2 separate regions of the Sus scrofa genome follow, and region 1 is linked to region 2. The links are chromatin contacts, called in public HiChIP or PLAC-seq maps. All regions are on one chromosome and are shown on one strand. Each heading gives the region's core, a stretch centred on a gene start, on an enhancer-like site or on the middle of the called end of the contact. The rest is flanking DNA. Distances are from core to core; before and after follow the strand shown.

Evidence for each region. HiChIP or PLAC-seq counts read pairs in DNA pulled down with a chosen protein or histone mark.
Region 1: a contact with region 2 is called in an H3K27ac HiChIP or PLAC-seq map of alveolar macrophages. The contact joins the promoter of AKAP8L here to the promoter of HSH2D in region 2. A contact is called at or near these places in 1 of 5 promoter capture datasets (fetal liver) and 1 of 2 datasets of contacts at active chromatin or transcription factors (alveolar macrophages).

The regions. Positions count from the first base shown.
Region 1 is chr2:62,179,891-62,186,622 of Sscrofa11.1, forward strand. AKAP8L (A-kinase anchor protein 8-like) reads left to right here and starts at 4,845. Exons shown (of 24, transcript XM_005652898.3): 1 at 4,845-4,999. The coding sequence starts at 4,987. WIZ (protein Wiz) reads left to right here. Exons shown (of 9, transcript XM_021083626.1): 9 at 151-1,907. The coding sequence ends at 310.
Region 2 is chr2:61,422,941-61,429,715 of Sscrofa11.1, forward strand. HSH2D (hematopoietic SH2 domain containing) reads right to left here and starts at 3,953. Exons shown (of 6, transcript NM_001243826.1): 1 at 3,888-3,953; 2 at 1,604-1,751; 3 at 27-116. The coding sequence starts at 1,728.

The DNA of each region.
Region 1 (6,732 bases), core at 3,595-6,094, 760 kb after region 2:
TCTGGGTTCCTCTTCCCTCAAGTCCTGGGTTTGCTTTGTTCACACTGAGTAGCAGCAGGTGTGCCTGATGCTCAGGGTGTAGCCAGGGCTATGCTTCTGCCTTTCCTCACTGCAGTGGCCACTCCTTCCTCTCTCTGTTCCCTGACACAGGTTCTGTGAGGTGGAATTCCAGGGGCCCCTCTCCATCCAGGAGGAGTGGGTGCGGCACTTACAGCGGCACATCCTGGAGATGAATTTCTCCAAAGCGGACCCCCCGCCCGAGGAGCCTCAGGCCCCACAGGCACAGACAGCGGCGACAGAGGCACCCTAACACAAAAGCATTCCAGATACCCTCTCATGCCACCTGTCTATCTCCTCTTCCTCCTCAGTCTCCTTCTCCCACTCCCCCTTGTTTCTTTTCCGTTTCCAAAGGAGCAAGCCAAAACCTCAAACCGGCACCTTTTAGGGGCCGGGCACACTACAGCCGGGGCACCGGAAGCCAGCTAGCCACCCTTCCCCTAGCCCAAAGACTCTGGGGCCACACACAGGGCATCTTCCTTCAGCCCACACCCACCTGCCCACCTGGTTCGACAGGGGCAGTGGCCAGGTCTCTGGTGGCAGCCCATCTGTTCACGAGGAAGGAAGGGCAGAGCTCTCCCATGTCTAGAAGCCAGGCAGGGCTGTTTGCCATCCGTGGCCATTTGCAAAGACCCAAAGGACTCCTGTCTCGGTTCCCTCTTGCCCCTGTGAATATCCTCACACGCACGCACGCACACACGTACCTCGTGAGACCCGGGAATCTGCCCCAGCCCTCCAGTTCCCGAGTCAAACGACGACCACAGACCACATCATGCCACGGTGCTTGCTCAGGGGAAGGCATGCTCCCTCTGTGGCCTGCTGCCGGGGCCTGGGAGCCCCCCCACTGAGCCCACAATGCCACGGAAATCCTTGTTGACCGCCCCCCCCACCCCCGCAAGAGGGGCCTTCCCAGCTGGGAAGAGCTTGGAGTTGACAGCTGCCTCCTGCCATGTCAAGGTCCCCCAGAGCCTTGGGGGCTCTGGGGCCTGGGAGGGGGTGGGGGTGGGACTCTCCTTCCCCACCTTCACCCCCCTCCCTCTTTTCACTGTTGCTTTCTATGTATAGCTCCCTAGACCTTTCACTTTTTTAAAAACGCGTTTTGTGTAGAGAATAAGGAACGTGGATCTTTTTATTTTGCAATCCTGGGCCAGCTAGAAACCCAGAGCTGATTGACCTTTTAACTTTTTTCAGTGGCCACATTTTGGTTATTGATGTACCTAGAAGTATGTAAATTAGATTAAATTTCTCTTCTGGAAACACCCCGGGGCAGGCGGCCAGCGTGTGTTTTTCTGTCAAGTGGACAGGCTGGCATTGTCTGTCTGGCAGCCAGGGCTGGGATCGAGCCGCCTCCGCCAAAAGCCCCTGGAAGCCCTGAGTTTTCCCGCTGGCCGCCATGCCCACCAGACCTGTCTGGGGATGAGCCCAAGTTCCCAGCTGTTGGCCCTTGATGGTATGATGGGTGGGGGTGGGGGCTCTGTCAGCTGGTGAAGAGTCTCCTGTGAGCCAAGGAGAGGAGCCAGGGCTCTGGGCAGCTGGTCTGGGAAGGGAGCCAGAATTGAGAAGTGTTTAAGGCCGGAAGGGCTCTTCCGAGGGCAGGAGTTGTCCAGTGAGGGTGTGGGGGCACTCGCTGGGGTGGGGGGTGAAGTACACAGCTGCTGGGAGGCTTCAGAGAGCTGGGATGGGCCTGCCTTCAAAACATGTGACTTGTCTGGAGACACATGCACCCTGAACCCAACTAACATGAGGGGAAAAAGAGAGCTGCTGGCTCCTTTTCGATGTTATTTATTTTCTCGTTCTACAAATGTTTATTGAACATTTCTGAGATTTTAAGAGATTTTTGTTGGCTGCTCCTTCTTGTTTATTGCATGTGGTTTTTCAGCTCATCATTTTCACATAAAACAGCCAAGGGCTGAGAAGTGGGAATGACCTCATGGGGCAGGGGCCTCCTCTATTCCCAACCCTTTTATCCTGCGCCACCCCCACCCCATGTCCCTGTCTGGGAAGGAGGGGCAAACAAGCTGTGATAACATGCCTGCAAGAGTGGTCTGGCCTGCATACTTGGCTTTTTGCTCCTGTGAGATCAGGACACACATCTTGTCTGGTGGAGGACAGCATCCACTGCTTAAATCTAACCCATGCTGTGGGTGGGCATGTCTGAGAGTTTTGAAAGAGGGGATGGCATCTCTTGGGATAAGAGCTGATCCAAAGGCATCTCTTTTTCAACATTTTATGCATTAGTGGGGTTTTTTTGTTTGTTTGTTTTTAAAGTGATGTAAGGAGTTCCCATTGTGGCTCAGTGGTAACAAACTCGACTGGTATCCATGAGGACTCGGGTTCCCTCCCTGGCCTCACTCAGTGGGTTTAAAGGATCCATTGTTGCCGTGAACTGTGGTGTATGTAGGTCGCAGACTCGGCTCAGGTCTGGTGTTGCTGTGGCTATGGCATAGGTCAACAGCTACAGCTGATTCAACCCCTAGCCCAGGAACTTCCATATGCTGTGGGTGTGGCCCTAAAAAGCCAAAAAAAAAAAAAAAAAAAAAAAAAAGATGTAAACTGGATGTAAAAAAAGTTCAAACTATACAAGAGCTTATAAAGTAAAATGGGAGGCCCTTCCTCACCCACAGTTGAGCAGTGTTAGTCCTTGAAATGATCAAATGCAGTATTGACACACAGTGATCTTTTCTTAAAACTCATGAGCATACCCCTCCTTTTAAGAAATTCTAGGAGTTCCCACTAAAATGGCTCAACGGGTTAAAGATCTGGCGTTGCTGCAGATGGGGCTCAGATTTGATCCCTGGCCTGGGAATTTCCACAGGCTGTGGGTACAGCAGGAAAAAAAAAAAAAAATTCTACTGTCCCTCTTGAGACAGCATTGGATGTTAATCAAGTCATCAAATGAGAGTAAAATATGGCAGTGGTACATGCCAAGAAGAAAGCTATAAGATCCTAGAGAGGAGTGCTGGTAGTTTGCAGGGCAGGCACATATCCCTAAGGGTGACACTGAAATGAGGCCCACAGCTAGAGTGCACATTAATCAGAGCTTCATATGCTTCATGTATGGAGTTTCTCAATGCACCATGACCCTTGTGCCATGGGGCAGCAAATTCTGCATAAGCCTCATTTTTGAATAAGGAGTTGTTAAAGATATTTTATCATGGAGAATTCCAACCATACAAAAGTGGAATGGTAAAAGGAACCATCATCTACTCAACAGTTATAAACTCATGACCAATCTCTTTAGCTGTAAACCCTCTGTGCCCTTCTCCCTTTCCCCCATCTGAGTTATGGTGAAGCACATCCTGGTCATCAGTCAGATCAGTTAATCTCTTAATATTTCCACATATTCCTCTGAAGGATATGGACTTAAAAAGTGCAATTGTTAAACTAAAGAAAGGGACAGTTCTTCAATATCAATTAATGTCAGCAGCACCATGCTTTAAAACAAACTTTTAAAGTAAAACCAAAAAAAAAAGTCATACAGTTTGAATTCGCACAAACACACAAGTACAGTTTACAGTGTCTACAGCTCTGTCAAGTCATCTCCTAGAAGATATGAGATGTCTCTGAAAGTGGGTCCCACACATCCAGTGTGGGTGCTGGGGAACAGCCTGGCTGGGCTACTGCAGGGGTTCCTAAGTCCAAAACAAACAGGTTTAGAGGGGAAGTTCCCACTTTAACACTTGTGTCAAGGATCATGAGTGATGAAGTCCAAGCCTCAATTTTATCTTTTTTTTTTTTCTCAATTTTATCTTTTAAGTGGGGATTTTTAAAAGAGTTTCCTTGTAGATAAGAAGGAGCATTTACATGATAATACAAATATATATAGCATATATGTAATATAAACATGCTATATAAATATATTTGTTATGTAATGGTAGATAACCAAATGCAACATTTCAGCACACCTGGCACTGGGCTGAATTTTTAAAATTTCTTTTTTGGGTGCACCCCCCCCCAACACACACACATGCAGAAATCCCTGGGCTGGAGGTCCAACTGTGCCCCAGGAGCTACCTGAGATTCTGCAGTGACAACAGGATTCTTAACCTACAGAGCCACAAGAGAACTCTGACTGAATTCTTTTTTCTGCTTTTTAGGGCCGCACTTGTGGCATATGGAGGTTCCTCCAGCTAAGGGTCAAATTGGAGCTGTGGCCCATGCCACAGCTACAATCACAGCAACTCCACTTCCCACCCGCGTCTGCAACCTACACCACAGCTCACAGCAGCGCCAGATCGTTATCACACTGAGCAAGGCCAGGGATGGAACCTGCATCCTCATGGATCCAGGTTGGGTTTGTTTCAGCTGAGCCACAACAGGAATTCGGAATGAATTATTTACATTTATCTCATATGTCTGACCGTGTGCCCCGTATCTTGTTTGGCGCTTAGTTATAGTTTTCATTCCAACATGGCTCTACCGTGTTCGTTATGAAGGCCAGAGAAGTCAGAAATAGTCTAGGTTGGCATAATAGCCTCGAGGCAAAGCCGGGATTGGAGCAGCACCCTGAGCTGTTGAGCCGGCTCCCTCTGGCGGGCTTCCAGGACACAGGCCCACCTCCCGCCCGGCCCCGCTTGGGCCTCAGGTCTTTCCGTAGTGCACAGCTCCTCCCCTTCGAACTCTACAGGATTCCACCTCCCGGCCGTCTTCTCTCAGCCAATAACCGTAGTGTCGGCATAACGAGAGGCGGGAATAGGGCGGGGCGATCATGAGATTGACAGTGCCCTCAGCCACGGGCATAGGGACTCTCCGAGATCGACAACAAGGTCATCCAACAAGCGTGAAGCTAGGGTCCGGCGTGAGCCAATGCGGTCGGGAGGAGGGGCTAAGCTGTGTGTAGAAGGGGCTTGGGGGATTGTCGCCGCTATCGCGGCTTTGGACGCGTGGAACCCCCTGCTGTAGTCTTCAAGTGTAGTGTTAGCTGCTGCCATGAGCTACACAGGTGAGCCTGGCAGGGTAGGGGTCGGGCTCCGGGTGGGGTGGGACAGGGGTGTGCCAGGGCCGGGCCAGGCTTGTCCGCGACTCCCCCGGGGCTTGGACACTACTCTTTCTGCGGTCACAAAATGGCGCCGTGGGCCCGTCGCCTCAGTTTCGCGCCCCTCTCGTCTCGGCGTCTCAGGTTCTCTGTCCTGGCAGCTTTGGGTCTCGGCTCCTGGCCTCCCTAAGTCTTGTCTTCTGTCATCTGTATCTGTGGTCCTCGGCCTCGGTTCCTGGTCAGGCCTCTTGGGCCCTCGACGTCTCAGGTTGCCCCTTCTCAGACTTCAGGCCTTCAGGTCAGTCTGCGGACTCAGCTGCTATTACCGTTACCATTACCATACTCTTCTCCCTTGCGTAGTTTCCACTGCCGGATGCCGCAGCTGCCGTCTTTGCCCCGGGGAGATGAATAAATAAATATTTGAAGGGTTTGGGCTGAGTGGGGAACCTTGGGTCCTTAGGGGCCGAGCCGGAGCTTTGTGAGGAATGGCACGCTTCCGTGTTGACTCATTCAGTATCTGTCAAATTCATCTCTCAGGTGCCGAATACACTCTGGAATAGTGACAAGAATTCCTCAAGTATTTTATAGAGGAGAGCAGGCCATAATCGGCAAACATAGTATATATTCTGGGGTGTTCAGTACTCTGAGACGGTTGATGTGTTACATAGGGTGGTTGGAGAGCTCTGAAGAGGTGACATTTTAGCAGAGACCCGAATGAAATGAGTGAGTTAAGGTATCTGGCCCAGGGGGCCCTCAGCATAAAGACCCAGTGTTAGGAACTGCCTGGCTTGTTAAAAGATCAGTCAGGGAAATCAGTGGGATTTGAGCAAAGGGGAGGGTGGATGATGAAATTAGAGAGGGTGCCATAGGATATGTTTGGGTGATTGCAAATCATCCCTGGGTGAACTCAGAAGATGCTTGGGTTTGCCTTGGAAATAACTGATGAGGCTTCTCAGCCAGAAGCTTCCTTGGTAATGGGGTTATTACAGGCTTGAGCATGTGTGGTTGCCAGGTAACCTGCATTCGACTTGGAATGTTTAGGACTGGGAATGGAATCTGAGCCTCTGGGGCTTCTCTATAGGCTGCTTTATGTACTGTCAGCCCTCCCTTTTCCAGGTTAGGAGCTTGGCGAGAAACCAAATTTCTTTCTTTTTTTTTTTTTTTTGTCTTTTTGCCTTTTCTTGATCCGCTCCCCCGACATATGGAGGTTCCCAGGCTAGGGGTCTAATAGGAGGTGTAGCCTCTGGCCTACGCCAGAGCCACAGCAACTCGGGATCCGAGCGGCGTCTGCGACCCACACCCGAAGCTCACAGCAATGCCAGATCCAGATCCTTAACCCACTGAGCAAGGCCAGGGACCGAACCCGCAACCTCATGGTTCTCATGTCGGATTTGTTAACCACTGTGCCATGACGGGAACTCCGAGAAACCAAGTTTTTTAAGCAACCATTCCTTAGCCTAGTGGTTCTCAGCCAGGGGCAGTTTTGCCCTCTAGAGAACACTTGGCAATGTTTGGAGATCTTTTTGGTTGTCACTTCTGTGAGTGGGGGTGCTACTAGTGCCTCTAGTGAATAGAGGCCAAGAATGCTGCTGAACATCCTACAGTGCATAGGATAGCACCACCATAAAGAATTGTCTGGCTGCAAACATTAGTGGTGCCATGGTTGAGCATTCCTGCCCTAGCCTTTCTGTACCTTTCCT
Region 2 (6,775 bases), core at 2,703-5,202:
TCCCTGGCACCTAGCCCAGAACTTACTTGTAAGAGAGGGTGTAGCCCACGTGGCTGTGACTGACTCTGATGAGGAAGGATCCCAGTGGTTGTGATTCCAGCAAGTTCTCGGCATCCCTGGAAGGGCAAATACAGAAGAGACATGGCTGAGGTCCTGGAACACAGCATACTGGCCAGACTTCTGGTACCCTGGTCATCCTAGTACCGGTGCCCCCTGAGCCAGAGAGGCCTGTGCTGTTCGACTTTCTAAATGAACAAACAACCTAAACTTTTTTTTTCTTGGTTGTTTCAGACCTTGGGTTATTCAAGGGCAAGGATGCTGTCTCGGAGGTGGCAGGAATCCTCTGATGAACTTAATCATCTCCACAGCCCCTGCTTGCCTTCCCAATGCCTGGAAGGCGCCCTTAAGGCACCTTTGGTTAGATCAAGGTATCACAGGTAATAAAGCAGGAACTTTTCTCAGATGCATTTGATTCCAAAACCCAGCTCTGCTGTTCATTAGCTGTGTGACCCCTGGCACACAGCAGGTACTCAATAAATGCTCCATTGTTAATAAATGGGGGTCAGTTCTTTTATGACCTTCAGCTTCCTTAAGGGGGAAGAAAACCCTTATTCCCAGGGCCCACTTGAGGACAGATGAAAAGCATGCAGTATGAGCATGGGAACCGCCAACTATAAGAACACATAAGATGCTCACTATTGTTATTACCAATATCCTGGGTTCACACAGAGTAAGGCAACCTTCTACGAGACAAGATGGGGACTTTGGCCCCTTGCTGTCCAATACAGAGGCCACTGGCCATGTACGGAGGCTGAGCACTTGAAATGTGGCTGGTAGGAATTGAGACGTGCTTTTGACATATAAGACATGCTGGATTTTGAGGACTTAGTGCTGATAACATGTTAAAATGATAATATCGTGGATATACTAGGTTAAATAAAAGATACAATTAAAATTAATTCCACTTGCTTCTTTTCACGCCTTTTAACATAGCTTAAAAGAGACTTAAAAGATTTAAAATTGCAATGTGTGGCTCACATTATATTTCCATTGGTGCACCCCAGCACTCAGAAACCAGGCCTGATTCTTCTTCTCTGTGGCTTTACAGTATTTCCTCCATTTCCTGCATGCAGAATGTGGAACTCAATGGCCTTTTTGCCATTTGTTTAGAGCCAGCCCCCAGGGTGGGGTGGGGGCAACTAGGTGGATTTAGGTCCTCAGAGCTCAGTCTGCTGTAGCCAGTGCTCTTTGGTTACATCCCTGATGGATTGAGAGCTGCGGTTTGGAGCACTGTGTTAAGAAAGATTCTGAGGCTGCATCCCCACCTTGATTCTGGGGCACTGGCGGATCCCTGGCAGTACTGGACTGGTGGCCACATGTATAGAGAAAGCCAGGGTCCAGTAACTTGCTCAAGACCACATACGAGTCCATGGAGGAGGCAGGATTCAAGCTTAGGACCCCCAGAGCTATTTTCACCTGCCTTCTTAACACACTTAGCTGAACTAAGCCCTGAATTCTGTAGTGAAAATCAGCCCAGGGTCAGGGCAGACAGGGAAAGAGGGTGAAGGGCAGGGTGGAAGGGGTGGGGTGGGGGGGTCCTTACTCTCTCGAGATGGCACCGTGGAACCAGGCTGGGACACCTCCCTGGGCCAGCTGGTCCACCTGGGTGTGTATGAACCAGTCCAGTCGTGGAGGCAGTGGTGGGGGCAGCCTTCTGTCCTCTGTCATGGCTTCTGGAGGTGGAGGGTGACCTGGGGGTGGGAGGGAGGAAAGAGTCTAGCCTGGTCCACCTCCCACCTTTGCTCTATTCATGCAGTTCATGGTGGCTCCTCCTTTGAGAAGTCCTCCAGGCTAGACAGATTGAAACTGGCTTGTGTTTCTCGAGCACCTACTATGTGCTGGCACTTTATGCTGATTCATCCATTGACACAACCCAAAAATCCGCCAAGGATTTTTTCCTTTTTCTTTTATTCTTATTATACCATTACTACAAGTGTTAGAAAGTTTTTTAAAAAAAATAAATATGTGTGTTTAAGAACTGAGTTTATTGGGCGTTCCCTTCATGGCTCAGAGGTTAACGAACCTGACTAGGATCCATGAGGATGAGGGTTTGATCCCTGGCCTCTCTCAGTGGGTTAAGGATCCAGCATTGCCATGAGCTGTGGTGTAGGTTGCAGACATGGCTAGGATCTGGTGTTGCTGTGGCTGTGGTATAGGCTGGCAGCTGTAGCTCCAATATGACCCCTAGCCAGGGAACTTCTATATGCTGCAGGTGTGGCCCTAAAAAGAAAACAAAACAAAACCCTGAGTTTATTTAAATATTAAGGAACTATCACTGTCCTAGAAGGATGTAGAGATAGCAGAATGGTAAGTGAAAGAATGAAATAGCAGATGAACTGTGGGTGCCATAAAGGGTTGCCATGGTTTCATTAAACACTACAGAGATATGGCCCCAAATAGCTGCTTCTGCCACCATTGTCATCCTGAGTCGTGGCCACTGATGGGACACCTATACTGTGTCAGGTGCATGGTTAATTTACACCCATTCTCAAAAGTTTTAAGGTCAGGTACTATTGGACTCTGTGAGCCAGTGACACAGAGCTGGAAAACAGAGAAAGAAAAACAGCAGCAATTTGCAAAACAGTATTAAGTCAGTGAAGAACCAGCCAAAGGGTTGTGCCCTGCTCATCTGTCCACACATGAACCACTTACTCTCACCCTTAATTCTGTCCCCAAACTGGAGCTCGGGCTCTGCACCTGCACTGGTCTAATTTTTCAGTATCTCAGAAAGTCTTTGTTACTGATCTGTTTCTACAGGGAGGGGGCATGACCAACCCAGTCAATATTGAATTTCTCCTGCCAGAAGACAGATGCCAAGCATGCCCTCCAGGGAAGGACCCAAAGGAATTCTGCCGTGAGTGAAATGAAATAGATCTATAAAGAAATGTTATAATAAAGCAGGATGAAAAATCAATTGAGCCCAGTCAGAGCTAGACAACCTAGGTTCAAACCTCAGCTCCCCCACTTAGCTGCTGTGTGACCTTGGGCAAGTCACTTAACCTCTTTGTGCCTGAATGTTCATCTGCAATTTGGGGCTAATGATAGTAATTACCTGAGAAGCTACAGTTGGCACAGAGCTAAGCACTGTATGTAATAATAAATATTAATGAATCTAGTAGTGACCTAGCTCATATGAGGGCATGTTTACAGGCTCGTTCTTTTTTCTACCTGGGAGAACTCCTACTTATCCATCAAGACCCCACAAAAACATCCCTCCTCTAAGCAGCTTTCCTGCCTCTTCCCCAAGACAAAGCCTGGCACACTTCTCTGTCCCCTCCCTTCCCCACCGTTCCTGCTTCTGGCCTAGCCAAGCTGGAGTGTCTGTGGCTGGCTCTGTTTCCCCCATATTGGGTCTGGGGCTAAGTTCTTTTGGATTTGTCTAGATCCCTAGCATCACCTGGCACTGGGTGGGCATAGAAGAGAGTGCAGAGTTGTTGGCTGATGAATGAAGTCATACTAAGTTTTAAACTCTTGACCCTGGCATTAGGGCCTCCCCCACCTCCTCATCCCTCACATTCCAGCCCTAAAGCCCAAAGCACATCCTTGTTCTACCCCAAACTGATCATATTCTCTCTCCTCTCCATGTCTTTGCTCAGGCTGTGCCCCTGCCAGGAAGGCCCTTTCCCTGATTCCAGCTCTATTTTCCAATGGCCACCTACCAGTGCCCCTAGAAATTTCCTCATGTTTCTCTGGACCCTGCCAGCCCTGTCCCCTTCTGGCCCAGACTAGCCCCCATACTCTGTCTTCTCCCTGGTAGAGATGAAGTTGAGGCTTTTGGGGGCCCCAGTCTCAGCCAGCCTGGGGTGGGCACAAAAGTAGGCACGTACCTGGGAGACCCCTGGGGGGCCCGAAGCCCTCACTCTGGCTGTGCCTGGTGCCTGCAGGAGCCTGGGTTTCGGTTCAGGGTCTGCACGTCAGCGGGGCGGGGCGCGGCCCCAGGCGGTTCCTGTTTCCTTGAGCAGGTGAGCCCTGGGCGGGGACTCTTCCCCCCTCCTCCCCTCAGTCTGTAGTCCCGCTGGGTGCAGGTGGAGGAACATCCTTGCTCCATCCAGACCTTGACAAGCCTGAGGATCATGTGCCAGATTCTCAGATGGAGAGGTGACCACAAGATGGGTGCAGGCCCCGCCCTCCCAGCATCTATAACCTAGGGAGAAATGAAGAGGAGGGGGAAATGATTAATGTCATCGTTTCAAAGTGGACAGCCTGGGGAGTTCCCATTTTGGCTCGGTTGGTTAGGAACCCACTAGTATTCAGGAGGGTGCGAGTTCAACCCTTGACCTCTCTCAATGGGTTAAGGATCTGGCGTTGCCACAAGCTGCGGCGTAGGTCACAAACGCTTGGATCCCATAAAAAAAAAACAAAAAAACAACAAACAAACAAACAAACAAAAAAAAACAAAAACAACTCAAAGTGGACAGCCTGTCAGAAAGGGGGGGGACTAGAATTGCCAGAACCCCCAGAGGGGGCCTAACTAATATGGGGGAAGGGGCCCCTGTGGACAGGTAGGAATCAGCTTGACAGGGGTGGGGGCAGGTGTTTGTGCAGAAAGAGTGCTCCAGGGGGTGGGAAGGGCATGAGCAAAGACCCTGAGGCAGGACTGAGCCTGGACAGGCTGAGGCCTCACTGTGTGTACAGGGCTATAGTATGACTTCCTCTATTTTAAAATACACAGGCACACACACACACACACACACACACACACACACCCATTTAAAATTATATTTTATGTTGCATTGACACCAAGATCGATGTAATCCAGGCTGGATTCATTTCATATATTCATTCTTTTACCCAATTTTTCTTCTGATTTTTTAAAAAAGACAACATTTCTCAGGTCCCCACACATAGGGTGGGCCCTGAGTGTGGGAAGCCCTGCCTAACGGATCAGCTAGCCCCAGATGCGTGTGGGCAGCCTCACCCCTCCCCAGCACCCTAGCAAAACCACTTCCTCCTCCCTTTTCAGAAACGGCCCAGATCCTTGTGGCTGAGCTGGGGGCTTCCCCTTGGGCCTATCACCATGGCCCAGCTGTCTAGAGAGCCCCCCTTGCAGGCTCAAGCTGGAGGTCCCCGTCATCCTTGCTCTGGGGCTGGGAAGGGTGGCCTTGTCCTGGAGTCTGTGGGTCAATAAGTCTCAAACAGGAGACACATGAAAACTGGCTTCTCACTCATTCACTGTGTAGACTTGGGTGAATCATTAGAACTCTCTTGGCCTCAGTTTCCTCATCTGTGAAGTGGGTATGAAGCTAGCCCTCCTTAGGCACATGAGGATGATTAGTCCAGACAATCTACAGGCAAGCAGCATGGAGCTCAATAAAGAGCAATTTTATTAGGTCTCTTCACCGTGACTTAAGGTGATACCTTTGGGCCTGGCTGGAGGAGAGGCAAGCTTGGCCTCCAGACCTCATGAGCTGGGCCACCTTGGGCAACTCACATCACCTCTCTGATCCATGCCTTCCACAGCCCAGTGGACCAGTTCCCAGTCTCGATGAGAGGACTAATGCTGTTGGGGAGGGGATCAGAAGTGCCAAGAGACCCTTGCCATGTGTGTCAGGTGTGGCCATGGGGCATCTCATCCTTTCATTTACATGGAGTTCAGTCTCCAGAAACCTGAAAGAGGGTGTTTCTGTTCACCACCTGCCTGCCCCTCTGAGGCCCCAACACAGAAGGCAATGCCCTGATTACCCTGACCTGCTTGGGGGATATGGTCTTTTACAAATTGCTGTCCTCCTCAGAGACTGTCACAACAGAGTCACACCCCACTGCTTGGTGGCCACAGTCTTGGAACCTGTGAACAGACCCATGGCCCTCAGAAGAACTTTCCAGTAGGGGACCAGCAGGGAGATGGTGGGGCTGGGACCCCAAGGCCTCTGTCCCTCTGAGGTCAGCCCTTTATCCCTCCAGTCAGGTCTGGGTGCCTCAGCTGGGGAGTGGGACATTCACTGGCCCCATGTGGGGTGGCCCTTAGGGTAGCGGCCACAATGGTATCTCAGACAAGGGGACTGTAGATGTCAGGGGTGGGGGAATCCTTAGGCTCTGGTAACTCTGGGCCTTACTCAGTTTCGTGGTTGTTTCGTTCTCCAATGCCTCCGTTCTATTCATTCATTCATTCACTCCACAAACACTGGCTGAGCCCCAACGGTGGGCACCATGCCAGCTGCTGGGGATGAAGCAAAAGACAAAACAGGAACTGTCCCTGCCCTGCTGGAGCTCACAGTCCGCAGGGGGAAGAATGCCACACAAGTCCATACACCGGAGAGGCTGGAGGAAGAGGAAACAACAGTAGGGTCAAAGGTCCTGGGGTAGGAACACACTTGGCATGCTTGAGAAGCAGACAACACGCAAGATGTCCAGAAGGTGAAGACAACCCGAACATCCATCAGTGGATGAACACACAAAAGATGTGAGCCAGCCACACAATGGAATACTCTTCAGCCATGGAAAGAGATGAAGCTCCAATATGCTGCCGACATGATGGATCTCAAAATCTTTATGCTGAGTGAAAGAAGCCAGAATGCAAAACACCAGAGTATGATTCTATTTATGTGAAATGTCCCGAACATAAGCAAATCCATAGAGACAGAAAGTAGATTAGTGGTTGCAGCGGGTGGGGTAGGGGGAAGAGGGAGCAATGGCGAATGGGTACTGGATGATAAAGACGTTCTAAAATTGACTGTGGTGACAGCTGCACAACGCTGTGAATGTATTAAAAACTACC